Linked DNA regions of Mus musculus: region 2 is linked to region 1. A link is a contact called in public HiChIP or PLAC-seq data. All regions are on one chromosome and are shown on one strand. Each heading gives the region's core, a stretch centred on a gene start, on an enhancer-like site or on the middle of the called end of the contact. The rest is flanking DNA. Distances are from core to core; before and after follow the strand shown. Region 1 has its middle 92 kb from the start of Trmt9b. Region 2 overlaps Prag1 (PEAK1 related kinase activating pseudokinase 1).

Region 1 (5,581 bases), core at 2,040-4,539:
CCCTTTATAAACACCCAAGGCTGAAGAGATGGCTCAGCGGTTAAGAGAACTTAACTGATCTTTCAAAGGACCTGGGATCAATTCCCAGCAAGCCCATGGCAGCTCACAACCGTCTATAACTCCAGTTTCAAGGACTCTGATGTCCTCTTTGGACCTTAGTAGAAACCAGGCACCTACATGCAAACAAAACACTCAGACACATAAAATAAAAATAATACATCTTTAAAAATTAATAAAGGCTTCTTCACAGACATCAGAGGGTGTGATGTGGGAAGCGGTGAAAACTTTCAGATTCCTGACTTCCACGCTTCTAGCTTACTTATTATAAGTAAGTGCCGTTTTCATATGTATCTGTTTCTCGTTAGTGCCTTTTGAATTTTATTTTTTGGCATTTCTGGTTTTTGTTAGAATGATCTTTCCCCCCACCCCACCCCATGGCCCCTCTCTACACACCCAGCTAGGAAATGCTGCCTAGTGAACCCATGAAGAATGTTACTATGACATGAAAGACTAAGACTATTACTATGACACACCTCGTGGACAAAATCTGAGTTTCGGGTGCTACCGGGCACAAGCCTTATGTACTTGGGTTTGTTCTTATTTTTGAGACAGAGACTCACGTTGGCCAGGCTGGTCTTGAATTTGGTATACAGTTACTTGAAGATGGCCTTAAACTCCTGATCTTTCTGATTCCACATCCCCAATCCTGGTATGCAATGCCAAACCTGCCTGAGTCTCAGTCAACAATGCATGTTAAGGGGCATGTCTTCAAATAGAAACTCACATAAAATAGAGCTATATATCTGATAGCCAGGTGGCAGTGGCATGTGCCTTTAATCCCAGTGTAGAGGAGTATCTCTGTGAGTTCGAGGCCAGCCTTGTCTAAAGAGCTAGTTCTAGAGCTATAAAAAGATATTCTGTCTCAAAAAACAACAAAGCATAAATTAGCCGGGCAGTGGTGGCACATGCCTTTAGTCCCAGCACTTGGAAGGCAGAAGCAGGCGGATTTCTGAGTTCGAGGCCAGCCTGGTCTACAGAGTAAGTTCCAGGACAGCCAGGGCTATACAGAGAAACTCTGTCTCAAAAAACCCCAGGATAGATAGATAGATAGATAGATAGATAGATAGATAGATAGATAGATAGATAGATATAGATATTTGACAAAAATATGACATAAGAAACTAACATTTTATTTTTCCTAGCACAGTGTTCAGCATTTAGAAATCCCATATTCATAATAACTTCACAGAATAAAGCTACCTTGGATAACAAGAGCTATTTGAAGATCATGCTATAGTTGCAGAGAGAAGGCACCTTACATAGCACCAAAGTGGTTGACATGGCTTGATTTAGACTGGGCCCCACTGCTGGCCAGTTCTAACTGAACCACCTCTTTACAAGAAGTCAGGTGATGGCTCAGGAGAGAGATCCACCATCTTGCATGAGTTCAGGCAGCAGGGCTTGGGGACAAGTGCTTTCTAATTGTTGGCCATTTTGTTTGAGGCGATTTTCCAGAGCCTCTTAGAGCAGTCCTGTTTCACTTAATGATCCATCTGAGAAATTCATCCTTAGGCACGGACAGGTCATGCCAGGGGAATCCTTTTTGCAGTGAAGAGATGTGAGTAACCAGATATGTGTAAGGCCAGTACTAAGACAGCACAGTATGCCATCTGACACCAGCCACCTTTGTCTTTAGAATACACTCTGAAATATGAACAGAAAAGTATAGTGCAGGCAGATGCATGGACCAGCAACACTGTTACAGTTGCCAAGCCTTCTGTGTTGTGGGTGTGTACTTCTACACAGATGGCGACACAGTAGTCTCACTTATATCAGCATCGCTCCAATTTATTGTGCTACGATGACAAGGTGGCTGGGATGTCACTAGGCTATAGGGCTCATTATACATTCTTTCCAGACCACAGCCTTATATGTGGTCCACTGCTGACCCAAACATCATCACGAGACATGTAATGATAAAACAGAAAGAACCACGACAACTAGCCAAGGCAAAATGGCTGCCAGAAGAGGTTCTGCAGGTGGGGCTGTGTGCATCAGCCTCCGCTACTCTTCTTATGCCAGGTCAGCCGTGTGACCTTCACTGCTGGGGTTCCTTTGATGAAGTCCAAACTTCAGAGAAAGTTGATGCTGACAAATTTCACCCCTCCCCAGCCTTTTGGCCATTTTTAGAGGTTGCAAATGAGCGGTGATTTAAGAAAACAGCAAGATCCACAACAAGAACAAAAGAATCAAGATTTCCTAAGACCTGTGCCTCAGGTCTGGGACTTGTAGGTCACTGGTGACAAAGAGCTTGCCTAAAGTGCACAAGGCCTGAGATTTTTATCTTCAAGGGTGGGAGTCGGAATCAAATCTCTAGCCCTGGTTCTGCTGGCTGGCTCAGGACACAGTGGAGCTGGTGAGGTCCCCACCCCCACCGCTGTGCCCCCTGCCTTATTTAGGTTCATGTCAGTCAGACAATTTTCAAGCAGGGGACAGAAACCTGCTGGTGAGAAACTTCTCAAGTGTCACTGCTTGCAAAAGACTGAAGGAAAACAGAAAAGCTCAGTTTATTATCCTGACAGGAAAAGATAATATCGCTTTGCCCTTTTGGTTTGTTTAAGGTTAGGAACGGAGCATTCCTTGAAAGTTGCCTAAAAAGAGATTCTCAAACGTTGCTTTCCTTCTCATTCAAACGTGAATCTCATTAATAAAAATCCTGGCTAATATTATATAAGAAATGATATGAATGTTCTCAGTTATAAGAGGACTAATAACTGATCCTGATGTGTTATGTGCCCTCCAAGTTATGTGTCAACCACGTGGGGATGTTCCCCTGTCACTACATCTCAGTAAACTTTGCTTGAAACACCGGACTTGAGATCACCTAAAAAAAAAATTAAAAATAGGCGACAAAATTAAATCAGCACTTTGACCCCAATAAACTCATAGCACTTAATAGACGTGACCTCACTAGCGTCTAAAATACTAGAAATCCAACAGGCACGAAACCAGATATCCTCAAATCGTAGTTCTGCTGGCTGTGTGAGGCTTGCCTAAATCATTACAGTCTAAGGATGAATTACCGAGGCTCAGAAAGAGAGGACAGAGCTGGCACGTTCTGCACGCAGGAAGGACTCTGCACGTGGATGGGCGACCTGGCCGGTCTAGCGCAGTTGGGGCCCAGGGGAGTGGGGCGTGTCTGAGCAGCCAGTCCCAGGCGGTTGAGCCGGCCCAGCTGGGAACTCGACCTAGGGTGGCCAGGGGCGTGGCGAGCCCTCAGTCACGTAGCTCCGAGCCTTCTTGCAGCGTGGCTCTGCGCTACCAAGGACTGTGGACTTCGCGAGGTCAGCAATTGATGGTGTAGGGATCATCTGGGTTTTCCTAACCACTCATTATTTGCTCACTTGCTAAAAATTGACAGAAACCATGCACCCGCACATTTATACAAGTTGCACATTTCAAAGCCGAGGGAGTGTCACAGAGGCTGCAGAGTGCTCTGGGACCTGGGATTTCAGTAGCCTTTGGCAGATAAGGAAAAGCTCTAAAAGGATGCGCCGCCCCACCCCTACCCGCAGGCGCTACGTTCTTGCCTCATAGCGTCTTACCCTTACCCTTAGCATTTTTTTTTCAGTTTCGTAATTTAAGACTTTGAAGCAAAGACCTGAAGAAGTCAATTCATTTCTGCAGCTGTGCATATGCTGGTGTCCCTTTGTGTCAATCATTTGCTCAATCGCTTCGGAGTCCCCACCTTCCCCCAAGCCCCATCAGAGCTGACTACAGAACGTAGTCTGAAGAAGGTTCGCTTGCCCTGGTCCTTGAGGGCAGCCTTGTTCACTATGGCTGAGCCTCGAGAAGGTGTGAGAACCCAAGGTTCAGTTCTGTCTATCTCTGCCATCGTGACAGCTCAGGGAACTGCCCTCCGGTGTGGTGAAAGGAAATCGCCTCTGTTTGAACTTGGGTCATTCTTTAAGGGCACAACTCTTCAAAATTTTGGCCACACAAACAGGCTTCCAAAGAGGATTATCGAAAGCAGAGCATGTTAAATCACCCATGCTGCGCTCCCCACTAGCAGCTGTGTGGGAGATTGCTCCATCCCTTCATCATTAAACATGGCGCTGGAGGGGCTCTACTTCCCGGGGCACTGTAAGAACAATAGGTGTCTGCCAGGTTAAAGCTAAGGTTACTGAGTGAGTAGTCCAAGCTTGTAATCCCAGCCGCCCTAGGATAGAAAGTTCAAGGCCAGGGAAGGGAGCGGGGAGGGGGGAAGTACCGGAAGGAGTTCAAGGTTTGTCTGGGTAAATTAGTTAAGTCCTGTCTTAAAAAGAAACTTTAGAGTTTAGTGGTGGGTGGCCCGCCCGCCTGCCTGGGTAGCATTCCTCAGGCCCTAGTTAGCAAAGGAAAGAAAAAGGTGTCCTGTGGGGAGGGAGGGGGGAGGGGTAGCTAAGGCTGGTTGCAATATTGTGCAACTCCTTTCCCAACCCCCACCTCGGAGACCCACACCCCTCAGGGTAGAAGGGCCCATCCCATGTCTGTCCTTTATTAGCTTCCACTGGTTGATTCCTCTTCCTGGTTCCCTAGGTGTCCTTAATCTCTGCTTCCTGTCACTTCCCTTAGCATCCCTTCCTTGCTGCTGCTTTTCCCTAAATACTTTGCCCGGGGTGGTTACCACAGCACTGGGGTCCAGCTATTGGTGGAGAGTAGTTTTCCACTTTGGACCTACAGCTCTTGAAAACAGGAAATGAGCTTCATTCTGTCAAGGATTAGCTGATATTTTAAGTTCTGCCTGACTCCTGGAGGCTGGGAACAGATTTGAGAAAGGATGCCGGCTACCCTCTGGAACCCAGAATGGGAAGACAGACAATAAACAAGAGAAAGTAAAAGATGCCCAAGTAGTCCATCTGGGCTGTGAGGAACAATGGGCAGAGAGAGGGGGGTAGGGGTGAGGAGTCAGGCAGCTCTCCCAGGGTCAGGGAAGGCCACACAGGGAGAACTATGCTCTGTCAGCCTGAGGGTAGTGACTGAAGGAACAGTGGGTGTTTGGAGACCTACCAGCTATGAACCTTCATTGAAAGGATTTGTTGGTGGACTGAGGTGAAGAGTAGGTCACGCCGAGGTCTGGCATGAAGAGGAGAGCTGCCCGAGTTGCACATGTCGGGTGTACGGTGGACTGTTTAAACTGTTAGGGAGACTGTGGCTCTGACACACAGCCTAGCATTCAGGGTAGCCATCCAGGATTTGGCATGAGGGCAATGCACACAATGGTGCATGGTAGGATAACGAGAGAAAGGGCTAGCTGACCAGACTCTGATCAATCAAAAGAAATACAGTAGCTTGAAAGAGAACCTCAATTACATGATTCATGAATAAGAAACAGGGAAGAAATTTTGAACCTCCCTCTCTCAACTGTATCTTTTTTTTTTTTTTTTTTTTTTTTTTTTTTTAATGAGCGTGCTCAGCTGACCAGGACTAATAAACTAGGCTTGTAATCCCGGATACTAGAAGTGCTGAGGCAGGAGGATTATGAATTTGAGGGCTGATTGGGCTACAGGGTGAGCTCAAGGCCAGCCTGAGTAACTTAATG
Region 2 (5,581 bases), core at 1,509-4,008, 400 kb after region 1:
TTCATCTAAGGCTCAGTGTGTCACAAAATCTGGAGCTTGCCAGTTCAGCTAGATTGGCTGGCAAGCAGGTCGTTGGGTGTTGGCTTTCTTCCCCCACCAAGCACTGGCATTACAAATGTGCGCTGGCCTGCCTGGCTTTTACCTGGTTGGTAGAGATCCAAATTCAGGTCTTTACATTTTCAGGGCAAGTACTTTGTCTACTGAGCCATCTCCCCAGAGTCCTATTGGCAGCGTGGCTAAAGCACAGATTTCAGAGAAGTCATTAAAGTAACAAGTATCTTCCCTCTTCCAAATTTTCACAATATTTTGTGCGCATGTGTACATCACACGGGTTTTCTCCAAGCCTTGGCTCTTAAAAAAAAAAAAAACAGTAAGTGTTATATAAAGTGGTAGCTGTAGCTCTGCAGAGCCTGGGACATCTGAAGCTGAGCCATGTGTTATGGTAAACAAACAACCCTGAAGTGCCTGTCTTGCTTTTGGCAAGAGTGTTCAGGATTCAGCTGTAAGGCGTTGGAACTCCCACAGAAAGAATTTGGGCAAAGAATAAAAATTCCACTTCTCAGCACGAAACTAGGAAAGGCCCATTAATGGCAGAAACAAAATTACGTATGTGCAAAGGATATGGGGGTGACCTGACTCAAAACTGGAGAAGGAAAATGAGTTTAAATACCAGTAGCTAGTTTTAAAGCCAAGAGGAAAGAGGGATGCATGCTCACAGTAGAAGTGTTTTTAAAAAACGGGGGCTTTGCAGTATTATTATTATTATTTTTAAACTGGGGTGAGTGAGCCAAGAGCCAACAGCCTCTTGCAGCAAGCTGCACCCTCAGCCACAGAAGATGCGTTGGCCTAGACACTCTCTAAGTTGACAGTACTCTTCTTACGAGTTTCTGACCTACAGCCTTACAACACAAAACTGTTGTTTCTGGTATATTTAGAGCAGGAGCTACCTGGTAGACCAAACAGCATACCCAGGTGAAGTCTGACTTAACACTTTTTATGGACCCTCTGAATGTAGCCTGGCAGAAGTTATTTGCCAAACTGTTATTGGCAGCTGTATGTCAAAATTACTCCAGAGACCTGCCCCTTGCTGGGAAGGAGTTTAAACCGCACACACTTAGATTTTGTCAAAGACGAGGCTGGAGAGATGGCTCAGCAGTTAAGAGTACTGACTGCTCTTCCAGAGGTCGTGAGTTCAATTCCCAGCAACCACATGGTGGCTCACAACCATCTGTAATGGGATCTGACACCCTCTTCTAGTGTGTCTGAAGACAGCTACAGTGTACTCATATAAATAAAATAAATAAATCTTAAAAACAATTAAAAAAAGAAATTGCCCTATTTTAGAAAAAAAAAAACCCACCTTTTCTTTCTTTCCTTTCCAAAACAGCTACTAGGATATTGTTCAATGTCTTCAAACAAAGGCTCCTTGACAAATTCCCTTTGGACCCCAAAGCAAAGCAAAGGTTCGTTCTCCCTGGTGAATAGTTCCTCAAAAATGGAGAAAGAATTCTGCCATCAGGCACTTTCTACTTGTAGGCGGGGTTGGTGAGCAGTCCAAAAGTAAGTTTAATTGGTCTCACTCCTCCCAGCTAGGATTCATTGTTGTTGGTTCCTTCTTCACACCCTCTTTTGTTTTTCCTTCCTTTGGCTACCAACATCATTCTCACAAATTCGACTTGTCCTCCACCCCCCTCCCCAGGTGGGTGCCATATTAAAAAGGCACAATTAACCCAGAGATTACACATATGCCTCCAGAGACCTGTGTGCTTTCAGTTCACTCTGCGGTCTCCTGGCAGAAAGCTCTTTTCTTTCTTCTCCATTGTTTATTTATTTTGAGAGAGAAAGGACAAGAAAAGCAAGATACAGAATCAAGGGCAGAGGTTTTATCTGAAAAAAAAATTTCCCAGCATCGAACAAATACAACTGCACCAATTTAGATAGATTCTACAGAGAATCGTGATTTCTGCACCCAAAGTTCTGACACCTTCTGTGGACAGAGGGAGAGCTGGTTTGAGTCAGTGTCTTTTCTCAAGTGGCAAATGACATTGCAAACAGGTCCCCGGGGCTACCTTCCTCACTGGTGGAGGAAGAATGGGTGTGCTCACATGGTGTCAGAGGTCATGGGGGTGTGCAAAGGGAGTGAAGTCAATGGGCAGAAAGGGACACTTTTGTTTGGTGGCTAACCACACCCCAAGTCCTCAGTGACACCTATTAAGATCTTTGTGTGTATTTAAAAAGAATTCATAGCCATTAACAAGAAATGAGAAACTAATGGGTTCGGTAGCTGAAAAGTTATTTTCAGATAGAGATACAAGGGCCTTGGACATACTTCTCTTTGAATGAGTCATCTCTGGGTGTATATATGGAAAGATCTATCACTTCTTAATTCTCTTCTTTCTCTCCCCTTTAGCATGACAATAAATATTAGCTTCAGTAGAAAGCAGGTACTGATATATGTTAAATGAATTTGATGGGTTTTGTTTTGTTTTTGAAGACAGGGTTTCACTGGGTAGCCCTGGCTGACCTGGAACTTGCTATGTAGACTAGGCTGGTCTTGAACTCACAGAGATCCACCTGCCTCAGCCTCTCAAGTGCTGGGGTTACTATGGCCAGCTGTTAAATGACTTTTTAAACCAAAGGATCCACAAGTGGATCTAAAATAGAGATCTCCTATTGACATTTAGACCACCAGTGCTCCGTCTTGCACTGGTCTTGTCTGGCAGGGAAGTGTACTCCTTGCCATTTGGCCCCGCCCCCACTTCCTTCTCTTGCCTGGACAAGTTGATGCTGCCAGAGAGCAGTGCCCAAGCTCCCTGGTTGACAGATGAGCCCAGGAACTGCAGGAAAGAAACAGATGCAACAGGAAGTTCTACTCTCCACCTCTGGCTGCAGAGGAATAATGGCGAACACCTCCTCAAGTGCTTTTGTTTGTTTTTTTCAATGGCCTACACGCTTTCCAAGAAGACAGACAGTCTTGGGGTCTTTCCTTTGAACTAGACAGGTGGATTTGATTTCCAGCCAGGTCTCTCAGGGGAACAATGGTGAGAGCTTAGGCAAACTGGAGACTAGAGCAGCAGGGTTAAACTTTAACTCCCGTCCCCCATCCCACCCAAGAATCCTAATGTGTGGGAAGAGAAGTAGAGAACATTTCCTCCTACCAACACACCCAGGCTTCAGAAAGAACTGCTCTACCGTATTCAAGTGCAAGTTCTGGGCCTGTGCCAGATCGTCCGCTCCTCTGCAGTACGTAATAGATTCTACTCAACAAAGATTCTAGTGCACTCAAGCACTTGGAGGTTAAAGGGCGTTGCTTGCGACGCAATAAAAACAAATTAATATAAGACTTTTTTCTTTATTGGAAGTTGTTTTTTTAAATAACAGTTTGACAAAAGGGCGAGGAGACTCCAAAATGGGCTAGTGAGGCAGGAGTCCGAACTTGGTTCTGTCGGGATGGAACTGCCCTCAGAACCTTGTGTGAAGCTAGACCTGTACATAATCACAGGGGTGGCGGTGGTGGAGGAATGTGGACTCTGAGAGGAGGCTGGCGTGTGTGAAATGACATCCCCAGTCTTTCATATTATATATGTATATATATAAAATATTACATCCAAGGACAACAGTCATTTGTACCATTTCCCAGGGTAATCCGGATGCAGGCAAGGCAAGGGCATGGGGCAGGCGTGGAAGGCGGTGGCGATGGAATGGCTCAGAGAAGTTGTAGGAGCTTCAGGGACTGCAAGAGGGCCCCTGGCTCTGCCGAGGCCAAGTACTGGCAGCAAAGCCAGTCCTCCAGTTCCACACCCCGCCTTCGGTCCACCGCCTTCTCAGCAAACTTCATCATCATCAGTGCTCGCTTCATGTCGATCCAGTTGTGCAGAGTGTTACACAGTACCTCCTCTGACGTGCACGGCTGCTCCACCAGCTCCCGCCGTGGCCCCCACAGCAAGCACTGCAGCACCCGCTTAGCTTCACCTATGCGGATGCGCTTGATGGGATCAGCCTCAAGCAGTAGATGGGCGAGTTGCTGCAGGCCGGGAGAGTAGAGGGACAGTGTGGGCAGCGGGGGTAAGTCCTCCCGCCGGTAGTCGCGCTCCCGGAGCTGGGCTCGCACCTCGAATGGGTTGGGCTGGTGGAGCAGCTCATAGATGAGGATGCCCGTCTGGAACTCATCAAACTTGCGGTACTGGGAGGCAGACACGATCTCGGGAGCCAGCCGGGCCTGGCTCTTCTTCTGTTGCAGGTTGGTGGTGCCTCCTGGCTTTTGCTTGGCCTTCAGGAAGTTGCTGATGATGAGCCTGGGCAGCTGCTTCTCACCAGGCCCTCCCTGGCAGGCAGTGGTGGCTGCGGGCGCGGCAGAAGGGCACCTGGATGTGGTGGTGGGCACGGTAGGAGTGGCAGAGGGCCCGGGGGAGCTCTGAGGGTTACAGTGCGCCAGCAGCAGGTTCTCCAGACACAGGTCCCGGTGGATGATCCCGTGTTCCTTCAGGTGCTCCAGCCCGTTGCAGAGCTGCAGAAGCAGGAAGCACACCCGGCGCTCGTAAACCTCAGGCTCCGCCCGGTGGCTGGCCATAGAGTCCCGCACAAAGTCGGAGGCAGTCTGGTGCGGTACCTCCCGGGTGATGACCACCACACAGTCCTGCTCCTGGGCAGGGGGCTGTGGGGATACGGCAGGCGCGGTGTCTTTGCTGGATGTGTCAGGGGAGGCAAGCATGCTGGAGGGCACAGAGGCCACAAAGTGGCCGCAGTCTTGCTGGATGTTGAAATGCACCGGCACAGATGGGCTGCAGTATGAGGCTGATTTGGGTTCTGGGGTTTTGCAGATCTGTGGCGAGAAGGAAAAGTGAGGTTAGGAGTGGGACCTGTGGTTCTGTGAAACAAATGACCGGATAGTTGGCATCCGCATATCTTACCTTACATCATACATTAAATATCACTTAAACCGGCGCACAAGAACTTAAGAGTTAGTGCTAAAGCATACAATTCTTAGAAAAATATGGAGGAAATACTGCATCCCTGAGACTCCGGTTTAAGCAGCATTTTCCTTTCTTTCTTTCTTTCTTTCTTTCTTTCTTTCTTTCTTTCTTTCTTTCTTTCTTTCTTTCTTTCTTTCTCTCTCTCTCTCTCTCTCTCTCTCTCTCTCTCTCTCTCTCTCTCTCTCTCTCTCTCTCATTAGATATTTTCTTTATTTACATTTCAAATGCTATCCCAAAAGTTCCCTATACCCTCCTCCCGCCCTGCTTCCCTACCTACCCAGTCCCACTTCTTGGCCCTGGCATTCCCCTGTACTGAGGCATATAAAGTTTGCAAGACCAAGGGGCCTCTCTTCCCAATGATGGCCGACTAGGCCATCTTCTGCTACATATGCAGCTAGAGACATGAGCTCTGGGGGGTACTGGTTAGTTCATATTGTTGTTCCACATATAGGGTTAGGCAGCATATTCTTCTCTGTCTCTGTCTCTCTGTCTCTGTCTCTGTCCCTGTCCCTCTCCCCACCCCCCCTTCTCTCTCAGAGAACTTTAGGGACCATTGGTATTCCTACACTTTTAGGATTTGGCCATATTCTCTTAGACTGCCTTGCTTC

The links. HiChIP or PLAC-seq counts read pairs in DNA pulled down with a chosen protein or histone mark.
Region 2: a contact with region 1 is called in an H3K27ac HiChIP or PLAC-seq map of embryonic stem cells, with 6 read pairs. The contact joins two enhancer-like sites. A contact is called at or near these places in 3 of 484 Hi-C or Micro-C datasets (LSK cells and embryonic stem cells) and 3 of 115 datasets of contacts at active chromatin or transcription factors (embryonic stem cells and microglia).

What each region holds. Positions count from the first base shown.
Region 1 is chr8:36,546,924-36,552,504 of GRCm38.p6, reverse strand. No RefSeq gene overlaps it. Among named protein-coding and RNA genes, the nearest start is that of Trmt9b, 92 kb to the right of the region's middle. Within about 2 kb of position 3,289, at least 126 of the 459 cell types and tissues checked have an H3K27ac peak or open chromatin away from gene starts, as enhancers often do. A contact at or near this core is called in embryonic stem cells, where this site is marked.
Region 2 is chr8:36,145,543-36,151,123 of GRCm38.p6, reverse strand. Prag1 (PEAK1 related kinase activating pseudokinase 1) reads right to left here. Exons shown (of 6, transcript NM_172911.3): 6 at 3,337-4,822. The coding sequence ends at 3,707. Among named protein-coding and RNA genes, the nearest start is that of Gm38414, 7.7 kb to the left of the region's middle. Within about 2 kb of position 2,758, at least 21 of the 459 cell types and tissues checked have an H3K27ac peak or open chromatin away from gene starts, as enhancers often do. A contact at or near this core is called in embryonic stem cells, where this site is marked.